Linked DNA regions of Macaca mulatta: region 2 is linked to region 1. A link is a contact called in public Hi-C data. All regions are on one chromosome and are shown on one strand. The core of a region is the stretch at or near the end of the contact, and the rest is flanking DNA. Distances in the headings are between cores, read along the strand shown. Region 1 overlaps RCAN2 (regulator of calcineurin 2). Region 2 holds the start of CLIC5 (chloride intracellular channel 5).

Evidence for each region. A called contact is a pair of places that touch in the nucleus more often than the background predicts.
Region 2: a contact with region 1 is called in a Hi-C map of sperm, with 2.6 times the contacts expected there. The contact joins the promoter of CLIC5 here to the enhancer-like site in region 1. A contact is called at or near these places in 4 of 14 Hi-C or Micro-C datasets (fetal cortical plate, fibroblasts, liver and 1 more).

What each region holds. Positions count from the first base shown.
Region 1 is chr4:135,936,487-135,944,089 of T2T-MMU8v2.0, reverse strand. All of the region lies in intron 4 of RCAN2 (regulator of calcineurin 2), which reads right to left. Among named protein-coding and RNA genes, the nearest start is that of ENPP5, 57 kb to the left of the region's middle. Within about 2 kb of position 2,994, at least 2 of the 40 cell types and tissues checked have an H3K27ac peak or open chromatin away from gene starts, as enhancers often do.
Region 2 is chr4:136,080,697-136,088,299 of T2T-MMU8v2.0, reverse strand. It overlaps CLIC5 (chloride intracellular channel 5), which reads right to left and starts at 4,110. Exons shown (of 6, transcript XM_077999833.1): 1 at 3,422-4,110. The coding sequence starts at 3,967.

The DNA.
Region 1 (7,603 bases), core at 1,745-4,244:
CACACCTGCATCCTGACTTACTGACATCTCTCTGTAAGTTGACTACTCTTTTCCAAACTCACATGTCTAAAGTAGAATTATTTTCTCTGCCAATCTAGATTCCCTTCCCAGCTATCACACTTCTTAGAAGTGCCATCATTCTTCCAGCCTTCTAGGTGCAAATCCTTAGAGTCAGTCATCCTTGAATTTTCTTTCTCTTTCATCATGTCATCAGTCACCAAGCACTATTGAACATTGCTTGGCAACCCTTCTCTGCATGCTCCTTCCCCACACACCCCTTGTTATAACCCTATTCATGACTAACCCTCCCACTCAAAATACTCTTTGCTAGTTTCCCCATGACAGGAACTAACTTCCGTGCCAGAATAAGCCACCTAAGACAACAGTTGGAGAGTTCACCTTATCACATATGAGTAATGTGACTCTGAGAAAGTTATATAACATTTCTGAACCTCAGTTTTCCTCATCAATGTGGACAACACTCATATCACTGGGATACTATGAAACAGACATATGTGTCAAATACTTGATAAAGCCCTCTCCCAAGATGCATGTTATGATTATTTAGGGCGATATTATTTTGGCCACTGTTGCCCCCAAGTAATTCCCGGTTTCCAGTATGATTAACTAATCTGATTGCATCACACAATAGTCAAAGAATTAAGCAGCTGAACAATTGCAAAGAGCTTTTCCTCAGTGGAGACACCATTGCAAAGGGCAGTAAGGGGAGAATGATAACAGGCTGCATCTCACGGTAGTGGGTATCACATAATCTGGTCTTCAAAATGAACCTATCCCTTTTCCTCCAACCACCACTTCCCCTTTCTCTGTCATCACTGGCAATTTTCTCTCCTTTTTTCCTCTCTTCCTAACCTTTTCTATACCTCTATTTTCATGAGACAGAAAATCTTATGTTGCCGTTTGAATATCAGCTTTTCTTTTTTTTTTGAGATAGTCAGAAACACTCATTTATAATACTTAATTATATCACCTTTTGTCTTATTCATTAGTTATTTCCTCTAGCAATGTGTTATATTCCAAACCATGGAAGTCAAGACTTCATGTTTTGTGATTGCTGCAGCTTAAGGTACATGTTAATGTTCAATGAATATGTGATTGATTTATGAAGAGCATCAAGCTTGGCCATTACTAACATACTTGTGTGATGTCTGGTATGTACTCACACATGAATATTCTTCCTATAGTTTAACTTGTGTAAGTTTTAGCTTTTACCATTTAAAGGCAAGCGTCTATCCTCTTATCAGCATTCTATCAGTGCTAGCACACAGTAGGTGTCATAGAAACTCACTACATTCCCTAAACATAGTAACAATTGTTTATGGAGCACTTACAAATGCCAGGCACAGGAAAGCCTGTAACTACTTGGCATGAAACAGATCTTTAATTATAACAACAGCTCTGTCATGTGGGTTTCATAATGTCTAGTTACACAACAGGAAGTTGAGATCACACAGGTAGTAAATGCCAGAGCCAGGATTTGAACTCAGGTTTTCCTGACTTCAAAGAATGTGCTCATAGTCCCTCTCTGTCCCTAACTCTCATACTTCCCACTGTTTTCATATTCTACAAGTGACTCTACGGACAGGGAGCCTAGTTTTATCTTTCACTTTTAATACATTTTCATGGCAACTCATATTTTTCGTGAATATTTGTTCTCTAGCTAAAGATGGATTATGTATTCCTTCTGAACCTTGCCTTGTTTTGTTTTGGCCATTGATAGTTATTCTAGACATGGTCTCTTTGACAATGAATCTTCTCAAAAGACAACACAATAAATTATGAAAAGACTATAAATTATAAACTGAGTTAATTTGCATCTCTTAGGGAAGGAAGCTTTGGACTCTGAAAGAAGATCCTCTACATTTTTCTCATTTTAAAACTGTATTATCTCTCATATTACGGGTGAATTCTCAACAGGAAAGTTATTTGTGGTAGCAGGTTGTGTTTTCCAAAGATGGTCATAATGTCTCCCACCCCACATACTCTCCTGGAACCTTGACAATGTTTCATCAAGGAGTGTTCCCTCTGTGTTCTCTCCCTTCAATCCTGGGCAGGCTTTAATGACTGTCTTGACAAATATAGTACAGGTTGCATATCCCTAATCCAAAAATATCCAAAATGCAAAACACTTCTGGCCCCAAGCATTTTGAATAAGGGATCCTCAACCTATGTGGTGGAAGGTAGCAGTGTGACTTCTGAATTAGGTAACAAATACGTCATGCACTTCTACTTTGCTCTTGCAGAATGCTCATGCTTGAAACCCTACGTCTAAGTTGTAAGGAAGCCCAAGCAGCCCATGAAGAGGCCCACGTTAAGAAGAACCAGGGCCCTGACTCAGAGTCTAAGTGAACTCTCAGCTAACAGCACCATTTTGCCAACCCTGTGAGTGAATCATCTTCAAAGTTCACTTGCCAGCCCCCAGTTGTGCTGCCCCAGAAACACTGCATGGGACAGATGACCCTTCCCCCTGAGCCTGGCCCAAATGGCAGATTTGTAAACAAAATAAATGACTGTTGTCTTAGGCCCTATATTTTTGGGATAGTTTGTTATGTAGCAATTGATAAATGGACATGGCCCACGCAAACTCTCTTTGTTCTTGTCTTCCCCTAGTTTTCTATAGGGAAGGAAAAAAGTGTGTGTGTGTCTGGGAAGGGATAGAGGAGTGAGCAAAGCTTGGAGGCAGGAGTTGCTTCTCTATATGTCTCACCTCTCTTCCACTCTTCTTTCTGCACCCACCACTGACCCCTTACTAGGCGCTCTATGCCTCTATGCCTCTGACAAGTCTTTGTCACATTTGAGAAAGTATAATTAGTATGGTTCTCACATAAGAGTGTTAAACCCCTAATGGTGTCTGGAAATGGATTTTTTTTTGTCATATGATGTGGGTGGATGTTGGCATTTAGTAGGTGAGACCCAAGGATGCTAAATGTACTGCAATGTGTAGGACTGTCAACTCTAAAATATCATAGCTTTCACATTGAGCAGCACTGAGCTAAGAGCTTAACACATGCACTTAACATTTTTTTTTTTTTTTTTTTATTGAGACAGGGACTCACTTTGCTCTGTTGCCTGGGCTGGAGTCCAGGGGCAGGATCACAGCTCACTGCAGTTTTGACCTCTTGGGCTCAAGTGATCCTCCCACCTCTGTCTCCTGAGTAGCTGGCCCTACAGGTATGCACCACCACACCCAGATAATCTTATTTTTTATTTTTTGTAGAGACAGGGGCCTCACTACATTGCCTAGGCTGGTCTCAAACTCCTAGGCTCAACTGATCCTCCTGCCTCAGCCTCCCAAAGTGCTGGGATTTATAGAGGTGAGCCACCACACTCAGTGACACATTTTAATAGAAGGCTTTGAAAATCAAGTGGTAATGAATAGGTAACATACACTGAGCCTTTCCTATGTATGATACTGGCTATACAGTTTTATATGGATTATCTCATTTGATGCTTGCCACAAACTGATTTTACTATTGAAGAAGCAGAGGCACAGAGAAGTTAAGAAACTTGCTCAAGGTCACAGAGCTAATAAAATGTGGAACCTAGATTCAAACTCACATCCTATGTTTTAATCATTATCCTGAGGCAAGAGAAAAGCCTCTCTTCATGTTGGATCTCCATTTACAGCTATAAAATAAAAGGTGCAGAGAGACTTATTGGAAACATAAAAATCATAGCTATTTGGTAGCTGCCTATTCACAAGCTCAATCTGGAAGCAGAGGAAGAACTTATTTTCTAAGTGGAAGTGGAAAGAGGATTTGGGATTAAAAGACAGATTCCAGGGAATTCAGTCCTTTGTAAACTTTTTTCTCTCTGATTCTTTTGTGTTTCCATGAGCTCCTATTGAATTTTGGTGGATCCCAGAGAAAAGTGGTGAACTCTAATCCAGGTCTACTGGGTGACCGGTGTAACCTCCTTACTACTTCCTAGATTTAGGCATGCATGAGGGTGGGATGCTGCAGGTGACATCAGGGCTGCAAACTGACATTCTACCTCAGTAGGCCTCGTATGGGTGCATTTTAAGAAAATATTGATGAAATAATTAGGGTTCTTTTTCCTTTCCTCCCCCTCCTCAGTTCTGATCCATATCAAAGTAGGAAATAAGAAGGCATCCTTGGTAAGATGGGGAAGGAGGAGGATGAGAGTGAGCGAGAGAGAAAGAGAAAGAAGAGAAAGAGCATACTCGTAGTTTTGGTATAAGGGGAGCTATATATATTTCAGTATAAGAACATTTGCTTATCTTCTGGAGGTTTCTCTCTAATACTAGATGGGGGATGGGGGGATTTATCTTCATCCCCTCCTGAGACATTTAGGACCCAAAGTACTTTATGGGATCAACTGATTGACTGAGGACCTGAATTAATGGTTAAGAAAAAGAAGCAGAACCCCAGAGGGAAGGTATAGGCAAGGTAACTAAGGGAAACACAGAGGGGAAAGAGGTGGGAAGATAAAGAGGGAGAAAGACCAGAGAAAATGGGCTCATCCACATGGGGTGAGAGGAAAGTGGCGGAGATGAAGCAAAGGGGAGCTGCCTGGGAGAGCCCTCTGTGGGCTGGGTCCTCTCTGGGAACGGACCATCCTGTTCTCCCTTGCCCCATGTCAGGGGCCCAGCCCCTGCCACAACTGTGAGGACACATACACACACACACACACACACACACACACCTATAAGAAAAAATGCAAGGGTAAACACTACAATGATTCTTCCTTAAAGTACTTTTTTTATGGGCAATAGGATTTGTTATTCATATTTTCCCAGGTTTTGGTCATATGTTTTTTCTGTTTTTCTACAGTTTACCTGTTTACCTGTAAAATTAGAAAAGGAAGTATTCTAATACTGCTATTCCATAGTGATGGAAGATAAAGTAATGAAATATATACTGGGAAGAAAAGCCTCTTAAAAAACCTATTTTTTTTTTCCAGGGACAATTCTTTAAAAGGAAATGGGAAAATTTGAACATGTGCTCCCGGATCCCAATCTGAGTCCCTTAGGTGGAGTATGACACAGATAGACTATGCTAACAGGAACACTGGACACTCGCTGTTTTACTTGCCTATTGTTTCTGTGATCAGAGAATATAGCAATTGCTGAACGAGAATTGAGGCCTTATATAATGTTCATACCACATGCACCAAAAATATAGGTGTTCATCTATATTTTAAAAACTGAATTTTTTTCTACCTCTGAATCAGAGCCTGGAATGGAAAATGTTTCTTTAGTATAGGTTACATTAGTTAATGGAATATCTTTTTCCATTGGGGGAAACACCATATCAAGCAGTAATACCAGCAAAGTTGCCTTACTATGCCATGTTTTGATACAGAAGAATTTGGAAAAAAATCTAAATATAGCAGACAAATGCAACTTGAAACTCAAGCACCATTTTAAAAACCCTTCTCTGCAGTTAACTAAAATTGATCTTCCTAACAAGAGCTAAAAATAGCAGGAGGAAAAAAAAGAAGAGACAATGACTTTTCATATCGCTCCCTGCAGGCATTTTCAGTGACAATGAACATGACCTTCCAGAGTCATCTTAGCAGAATAAAGGCCGGCATTTCGCTTCCCACCTCTGATTTCCCATCCAGTTAGTGCCGCGTGCATCTCTATTTTACCATTTTCTGCTGATTGGTGGAGATAAGCTATTTTGCTAGGCTGGGTTTTTATTTTTTTCCTATTTTGTTTTACATCAAAAAAGAACCTGGCACCATACTGCTTCTGGAGTCAGGAACAACAGATATTTTAAAATAAATATTCAATTCATAATTCTCCTCAAGGTCAGAGCCCATCTTATTCCGTCTAGGTCACTGTTAAACTGATGGGTTTCTACACATTCATCAAGGGACTAATAGAAACACACAAGGATTCTGTGTTATAGAGACAATAACTGCCCCTTCAACAGAGCAAAGGAAGGCAAATTTGGTTCTGCACGTCCTGCTGGACATGAGAAAAAAGCATGAAATGTACTGTAAAGAATTGATGCAGTAGTGTGTTTTAGTGGGTGCCAAAAAGTAGAGAAATAAAATGTGAGGGAACGAGAGGCATAAGTTGTTTTGTATTCTTAAATTTCTCCTTTACAGCAATCTTAAATTTCTTCTAGAGAAAAATGTTTCCCTTCCCAGGGCAAGGTTGCTGGCTTAATCAATCCTTTACTCTCCTTGCCAGTGGCAGAGGACATATTTTAATTTAGCAGCTGTGCGCCTTGGACAAGTTACTTAACCACTCTGTGCCTCACATTCCCAGCTGTATAATTGAGGACAATAATAATACCTGTTATTGTCTGTGAACATTAAATAATATTGTAAGGTATTTAGAACAGTGCCTGGCGCATAGTAATTTATCTTCATCCCCACATAATTTTAAGTCATTATTTTTATTTATTTATTTTCTAATGTGTACTATCTATTTTACTTACTTTCTGGATCAAAGATAGAATAGTCATGGGGACAACGATTAAGGATATTTAAAATTATGCCTCTCATAATTTTCAGAATATAAACTTGCTCTCGGTATAATAAACAGAACTGACAGACACTTCTTGAATATAACGTGGCCTTTGTCTCCTGTCATAACATCTTAAATATTTCAAAGGATTTCAATAGGCACCCACAGGTTTGGGTCTGATCATGGTTCCATTACAATTGCACTGCTTTCTTTATGTTTGTTTCTAGGACCACTCTAGAAGTTTTCAGGAATTGGACTTGTCCCTCTCTGAAAGAAGGTCACCAGTATTCCTCCTTAAAGAACTAGAGACTGTTTTGCCCCTTGCTTGTCTGAGATGTGGCCTGGATCCCTACTGTTTCATTTGTTCTCCATGAAAGGATCCTAATAAATTGTGCCATTGCCTCTGCGGGCAGCCAGTCAGTTGACTTAGCCTGAGTCCCATCTCACTCTAGATCCCTGCTCCATAATGTTCTTTCTTTAGACTGACTTTTTCCCAGCAGCTTTAAATGTCTACATACCTTCTCAATCACTCTGCTCTACCAGTTAAACACTGTTCATCATTCCTCTAATGCAAAACTCCATTCCTTTGATCATTTGAGTTGCTTTTCTCTGCTCTCATTCTAATTTGTTTCTGTACTTCTGGAACTGACGTAGTCATCCTTTAACATGAAATTAGTTATAATTTGTTACTGAAATGATTTTGCCAAAGGATTAAAAATAAATTTTACTAAATCATGTTTTTTTAAATGAAAATGCTAGAAGTCCTCTAATTATAGAAAACATGAATTTAATGCTTCTGGACTGAGTCTGGCTAAAGCTATAAGAAAGCAACAATTTGTCAGTAAAGAAACTATCTCTAGGCAGGCTAATAGCTCTGCTCTATTCATTCATTCATTCATGCATTAATTCCTCCAGTATTTATTGAGCATCAATTAAGTGCCAGGTAGTTTCAGGTGCTGGGAATACCAAAATGAATGAAACATGCATTCTTTCCCTCAATAGGAAGAGAAGACAGTAAGTTGAACAATAGAAAATTGCCATAAGGAAAAGTGAATATTTGTGCAAAGTGACAGGAGGAGACCGAAGGAGCAACCCCTTGCCTTGGCACCTGGTTGAGAAGGGGGCAGAGACACGATGAGG
Region 2 (7,603 bases), core at 2,861-5,360, 140 kb before region 1:
TACGGCCATGTCCGAATTCCCAGAAGTTGCAGATTACGTTGTATAACAAAGGGACTTGCAAATGTGATTAAATTAAGAATTTTAAAATGAGGAGATTATCCTGGATTATCCTTGTGGGTCTAATCTAATCACAGAGTTCCTTACAAGAGAAATGCAAAAGGAGTGGGAAGAAGGCAATGGGATGATGGAAACTGGGAGAGAAGAGGTGATGTGGTGTGGGCCATGCGCAAGGAATGAGATCTGCTTCTAGAAGATGGAAAAGAGAAAGAAACAAATTCTCCCCAGAGCCTAGGAACACAGCTCTGCTGACACCTTGAGTTTAGCCCCATAAGACTCATTTCAGACTTCAGACCCCCAGAACTGTAAGAGATTGTTTGTATTGTTTTAATTCACTAAGTTTTAGGTAATTCGTTAGAGCAGAAATAAGAAATTAATACACCCATATCCTGTTTTATAGCACTTTCACCATTAGCCATATTTTATATTTATTTGTTTATCAGTTGTCTCTCTCTCTACAATGCAAAGTGCATGGGAGACATGGCCGGGCACAATGGCTCATGCCTGTAATCCCAGCACTTTGAGAGGCTGAGGCGAGTGGATCACTTGAAGTCAGAAGATCGAGACCATCCTGAACAGCATAGTGAAAACCCATCTCTACTAAAAATACAAAAATTACCTGGGCATGGGGGCACATGCCTGTAATCTAAGCTACTCGGGAGGCGGAGGTTGCCATGAGCTGCACTCCAGCCTGGGTGACAGAGTGAAACTCTGTCTCAAAAAAAAAAAAAAAAAAAGTGCATGGGAGACGAGACTTTTTTTTTTCTTCATTGGTGTAAACCCAGCACCTGGCACCAGATCTGTTGAATGAATAAATGAATGGCATATGTTACTTAATTAAATAATTGGTCAACACTATGAAATGATTAAGCCTCAATAAAATGTTGGTTAAACATATACTTACAAACCTGCATGATATTCTCGCCAACATGTCTAGAACAGGTGGAAACATACACAAATGAATACAAGTATAAATGCAGCCCAGTGGTCCACACTAAAACAGCCCAGGAGAAGAACAACCAGAACTGCAAAGCCATAAGCCCTGCTAGGAAGATGGTGAGCCACAAAGCCTTCTCCAGTGCGGGAAACCAACATCCCTTCCACAGAGCTGGGAGGAGGAAAAGGCCTGAGGTCACACTCAGACCCTATAGTTCTCTTCACTCAAGCAGAGAAGGCCCTATTTTACCCGATTTTGTATATTCCACTTCCATTCAACATTGGATAAGGAACTTCAGTGAAGATGGGGCCAAGTGTGGAACTGGGAAGCAGGGATTATAACTGCCACTCGTTTTATTACTGAATACCCTTAAAAAGGAGTTTATGCATAGAAGCTGACGTCAGTGGGACACTCTCTGGCCTTTCGGTTCACACAATTACACTAAAAATAATGTAAACTTAAAGAGTTAAATCTAATATTTGCTTTAGGAAATTTTAAGTAATTTAGGAATTACATGTTCTAGTTAATCAATTTTCCCTGTTGCCGGTACTGCCAGGAAGTACCAACACTTCTTTTTCCTACTACTTTTGTTTTTGCTCAATACCAGCCATAGGTTAATTTCTAGTGAGATAAACACTTAGCCAAATTTAGAAATAATGTCAGATGGGTCCATGGTGATGATGACAATGATGATGATCATGGTGATGACCCACTTTGCCTGTTGCAGTTTGCATGGATGCTTCTGTCATGAGAAAAAAAAAAAAGTACATCTAGTCCTCACTTTTAAAAAGTCTGTGGCCAGGAGCCGTGGCTCATGTCTGTAATCCCAGCACTTTGGGAAGTTGAGAAGGGCAGATCACTTGAGATCAGGAGTTTGAGACCAGCTGGTCAACATGGTGAAACCCCATCTCTACTAAAAATTCAAAAATTAGCCAGACCAGGTGGCACACCCCTGTAATCCCAGCTACTCGGGAGGCTGAAGCAGGAGAATCACTAGAACCTGGAAGGTGGAAGTTGCAGAGAGCTGAGATCATGCCATTGCACTTCAGCCTGGGTGACAGAGTGAGACTCTATCTCAAAAAAAAAAAAAAAAAAAAAAGTTTGTTTGCACAGTGTGACAGTGGTGATGTGGATATGGAGGCTGGAAAACTGCTTGAATGCACCTGTTCTAACATCACCTCCTCCGTGGAGCTGCTCCAAACTCAGTACACACCTCAGCACTCCTTCTCTGAACACCCACACACTCCACTCACTCCTCTGTTTCATCTCTTACTATATTGTATTAGAATGCATTGAGTGCAAGTCTGTCTCTGTCACCCTATTATTCATTATTTAAGAGCAAGGGCCTTGTCTTGCACAGCCCTTTCCTCCCAAAATGCTCAGCGGAGTACAGGGCAATGTGTCTGGTACATATGTGTGAACCAAGTACTATACTAGATTATTTTTAAAAGGACCTTGTAGTAGGATAAGTGATCCATGATTTACACACAAAACAATTAGAGAAAAGAACAAAGTAGAAGACAATAAAAGGCAAAATGAGTAAAGTGTGTTTCATCAGAACTGTTACTGGGAACTGACGGAGAGAGAAATGAGTATGGACTATGGTTTTTGTAGGTTCATAATCATTTTTATTGGCAAGAAAAAGCAGCATTTACTAATATATTTATACTAATAAATGTGAAAACATTTTTAAAAATCACATAAATATGCACATTGTGGGGGAGACATTGGGGAAAAAGGGCCTGCCATCTTAATTAATAAAGATGATTTGTTTAGGTATGAAACACTTAACATTTTGATAATATTTATAACCATAACTTTATTACTTTGTCGTCTAATACAAAGATCGCCAAGGTTCTGTTTAGATATCATAGGCATTAAACATTAACACTGGTAGTTAGCGTCTTACTACTACTGAAATCATTTGACTTCAACGGATTTTTAGTTATATTGGTGCCAAAGGGGCAAGCTAGTGACAGAGATAGCCTTTATTGACCACCTATCTGACAAATCTGTGACCTTAGAAGCACAAGAAGGTCTTTCTGTCACAAGCTTTGGTTTCACTTTTAAACATGTTGACAAAGGAAATATAACCAGACAGAAAAATGTACTTAATGTCAGTCACAACGGCAAGGATTTGGGCAGCAATTTTGGCTCCGTCATGTGAACCCTTTTGAAACATGCTTTGCTCGTGGTATGCAAAAGTCAACGATTAAACACACACTTTAAATGCACCTTCCAATTCCTCTAATTTTGAAAAGAGCTGAGTACACTCTAATGACTGATTTAGTCACTCCGGCTCTTGAATATGTATTGAGATCCAAGGACCATGACATTATGAATCTTTCCCTGGTCATTCAGAGCAAAATAAAATAGCAGTCACAATATCTACATGCACAGGGTGTACCTGTCAGAGGCAGACCTTACCTTCACAAAGAGGCAAATCTCAGGGTTCATGCGAGCTCCTTCCTTTTCTTCCAAACCTTCAGCATCAGAATAGCAGGTGGAGGAATACTTGCTGATAGAGAAGGCTTTACTATGCTGAATGGTGAAGCTTGAAGGAGAAGGCAGGTCTTCCTTCATCACACTCCCATTCTCCTGGAGCCCCTCTGGGCAGGGTTGCTGGTCCTGGGTTGGTGAATATAACCCTTCCATTGAGATGCCCCTGTCCTCCTGGAGCTCACCTGGCTGAGCCTCCTGGAGCTCAGAGTATATCTCATCAGGCAGGAGGTAGCCTCTGTCTTCTGACTGGGCAGAGGCCAAGCTGGTCTCTTCACCATTAATGGTATAGACTGACACAAAATCATACTCATAGGCATTCAGCTGAGTGGCATATAAATCATTTTCTGGCCTTAAGTACTCCTGGACATCATCATAATGGGGACTTTCATTTTCTTCTGGCTGGTCTGGAACCTCATATGTCCTCTCATTTTGGATTGTGTCATAGATGGTGCTGTAGTCTTCGTCATTCATGCTTATTGATCTGAGAGATCCTTTTACAGGCAGGCCTGAGCAGATCCGAAATGAGTGAAGGGACAGAGGATGCTGCACCACCTTGCAGAGGAATCAACGGGCTTTTAAAAGGCAGCAACTAGCAACTGCTATCAATGACAGGTCTCTAACAATCATTTACTGGAGACTTTAATAAGCAAACCACAAGTCCATTGGACAGAAGATAAAGCTTACACACTCAGTTAACTCCTTCACTCCTAAAGATATTTTTATTAGACCCTGGGGATTTCCTCGTTGGCAGTAACTTCAAGATTGTTTGGGTAAGCCAGAGATTGAATTGAATTATGTTCCTGGTATGCCCTGAAATTTTGAATACGTAGCCATTTTTCATCAATAGAGCTCCCTCCTCCAACAGCCTCCAAATGTTGACAACATTCAAGAACCCTTGCTGTTCAGTGGAGAGCTATAGTTCTTCACAATGGCCTCTCATCTATTTACTACTGAATTTACCACATAGAACAATTCTTTGCCTATTGATACCCTATGATAAATGAATTACATGGCCTGGTTAGGTAATGAATTCCATTTACATTTCTTATCTGGAAACTCCACTAGGTGATTAAACAGCAGAAGGAAAAGAAGATAAATGTTCTGGCCTATAGACACGTCAGTATAGACCGCCCAAAATTAGGGACTCAAAGACTTATGGCTTTAATTTTTATTTTTCCCTCTTAAATCTGCATGATCATCACCATCAACAAACACTCACTAAAATCCTATCATTTACAGAATGCTGAATTGAGCACAACAAAAGCGTTAGAAGACACATTCTCTTTCTTCAAAGGGGCTTTCAAATGTAATTAGAGAGCTCAGAAGAGAAAAGTAAAACTGAGGAAAAACTATTTAAGGTTTTCTTAGTGCAATGAGCCCAGGTCTGGATAAGCAATAAAAAATTGTATGCACAAGGCCGTTCACTTGATGCCATCCACAGATGCTGTCAATATGTGTGCCCTCTCCCTTTTTTTTTTTTTTTTTTTTTTTTTTTTTTTTAAATCTGGTTACTCGATCCTGCTAATTCCTGCTTACCTTCGCCACACCACATACGTCTTTCTCCTTGAAGTGACAACCCAGCTAGGTTGTAAAGGGACTTTAATGTCTAGAAATCATGTGAAAACTGTGAAGCAATGCAACTCCAGTTGACAAGCTTCAGAACATTTGATGAGCATCTTCTTGGCGAAACTTCATTGTACTCTTAGAGTTCAATATTGTATCCAGGAATCTTCTACTGGGAATTAGAGCAGCATTTCTAGAATTCTAGCTTAAAGAATGGGTAAGGAAAAAGAGGCTAGAGACTTCAAAAGCTATTGACACTGGAGGTTTATTTTATTGAAAAGTGACATTCAATGGGTCCAAATACCTTACACATTTTGATAGGTTCCATCATCAGGTGTTTTTAACTGAATGGATTCCAATTCAAATCTTCTTCTAGTTTTAGAGCTGGTGAAAACCTAAGAGATTATTCAAACATTTTATTTTACATTTGAAAAAAATTTAAACCTAGAAAGCAGAAGTGAATGGTCCAAGTTTACACAAAAAGTTAATGGCAGAGTTGACTTTAGCTGTGGTTTTTGAACCTCCAGCTCAGTGATCTTTCTGCTACTAAATCTACTAAATCTCTTCCTTAACTCAGTATTTTCCAATGTTTTTTCATGATCACACACTCTCCCTTCCCTGCCCCCAAAGGATCCTTTTCAGATATTTTCCCCATGAAATAAAAATGCTGCAGATATACTACATATCTGTTTGCATATTGTATATACATCTGTGTTTTGTACATTAAAAGAGAACTGTTTTTTTTTTTTTTTTTTACTTCCCAAGAACCAATCTTCACCCCTTTGGGGGTGACACTGCCCCTTTTAACAATGCAACTCATGCTTTTACTACTAATACAGTGTGTAGCTCATAATCTCACACTGGATTCTGTTTCATTCTGCATTATTTCAAAGAATAGTATACAGCATGTGCATATGAATACAGCACGTTGTCAAGGCCTCACCACAATGACCCAGTGAGGCAGGGCTGAGGTTGGCTAAGCTTAGGGTCCAAGATCAAACAGATATTTCAAATTAGGTCCCTCTCTTATCCTATTTTAGAACACATCTATCATGATCTACAGTTATATGTTGTAATATGAAACAAGTCATTCAGTTCAAATGTAAGTCAGGTCATATCGCTCTGTGATCAAACCCCTACAATGGCTCCCCATTTATCTCAGTGAAAGCCAAAGTCCTTACAATGGCTCACATGGCCCTACATAATCCACACCCACTCTTCTATGCCTGTTTTTCTCCCCCTTGCCGACCCAGCTCCAGACAACTGAGCCTTGTTTCTAAACCTGGAACACTCCTGGATACTCCCATATCAGACTCTTTTACATTGGCTGTTCTCTCTACCAAAATACACTTTCCCTGGATACTTGTATAGTCAATTCCCCCAACTCCTACAAATTTTCACTTTTATATCCCCTTCTCAATGAGGCTACACTGACTGTCCTGTTTAAAATGACAACCCATCCCAAATCCTATCATCATCCCTGTCCCATTACTAAAAACCCTTACCCTACTTTTCCCCCTTTTCCCATAGTATTTATCACCCTCTATTAAGATATATACATAACTTATTTATTGTGTCTAGAGGTTTTTTTCTGTCTTCTACTGGAATGTAGAGGTTTTTTTCTGTGTCTAGAGGTTTTTTTCTGTCTTCTACCGGAATGTAAACCCTTTATGGGGACAAATCTTTGTCCACTTTTTCATCATCATCTCAAGTGCCTAGAACAGTGCCTGGTACATATTTTGTACTAAATACATATTTGTTGAATGAATTTTTTTGATTGCTGACATATTTATCCTTCATTGGGTACTTACGTTTCATAAGAACAAGGCCCATGCCTTTTTTTTTTCCCATTGCTGTATAGCTAAAGTCTAGCAGATATCTGATACATAATAGTTGCCTATTAAATATTTGTTGGATAAATAAATTAAATGAAGAAGATGTATCTAGCATTCATGTCCTTTTACTCCTGGCTCAGTTTTCTTTCTGTATCATCTATAGAAGTGTTATCTCCCTACCATGTTGCACTAGATTGTAAACCCCTGCAGGGACAACTTTGGGGTCAATCTCTGGTCTTCTGTTTTGCATGTACAAAGATGCAATTTTGTTCGTTCACTTAGAGTTTATTAAACATTATAGAACTGGGTCACTTTAACTAAATTCAAAAAACATCAGTTTAAAAACTGAAAGGGGGCCAGGTGTGGTGGCTCAAGCCTGTAATCCCAGCACTTTGGAGGCCAAGGCGGGAAGGATCACTTGAGGTCAGGAGTTTGAGACCAGCCTGGCCAACATGGTAAAACTCCATCTCTACTAAAAAAAATAAAAATAAAAATAAAAATAATCTGGGCATGGTGGCAGGTGCCTGTAATCTCAGCTACTCAGGAGGCTGAGGCAGGAGAATCACTTGAACCCGGGAGGCAGAGGTTGTAGTGAGCAATCACACCACTGCACTCCAGCCTGGGTGACAGAACCAGACCGTGTCTGAAGACAGAAGAAAAAAAAACTGAAATGCCAATTTATTAACTGACTCCCAAATATGTAACTGCC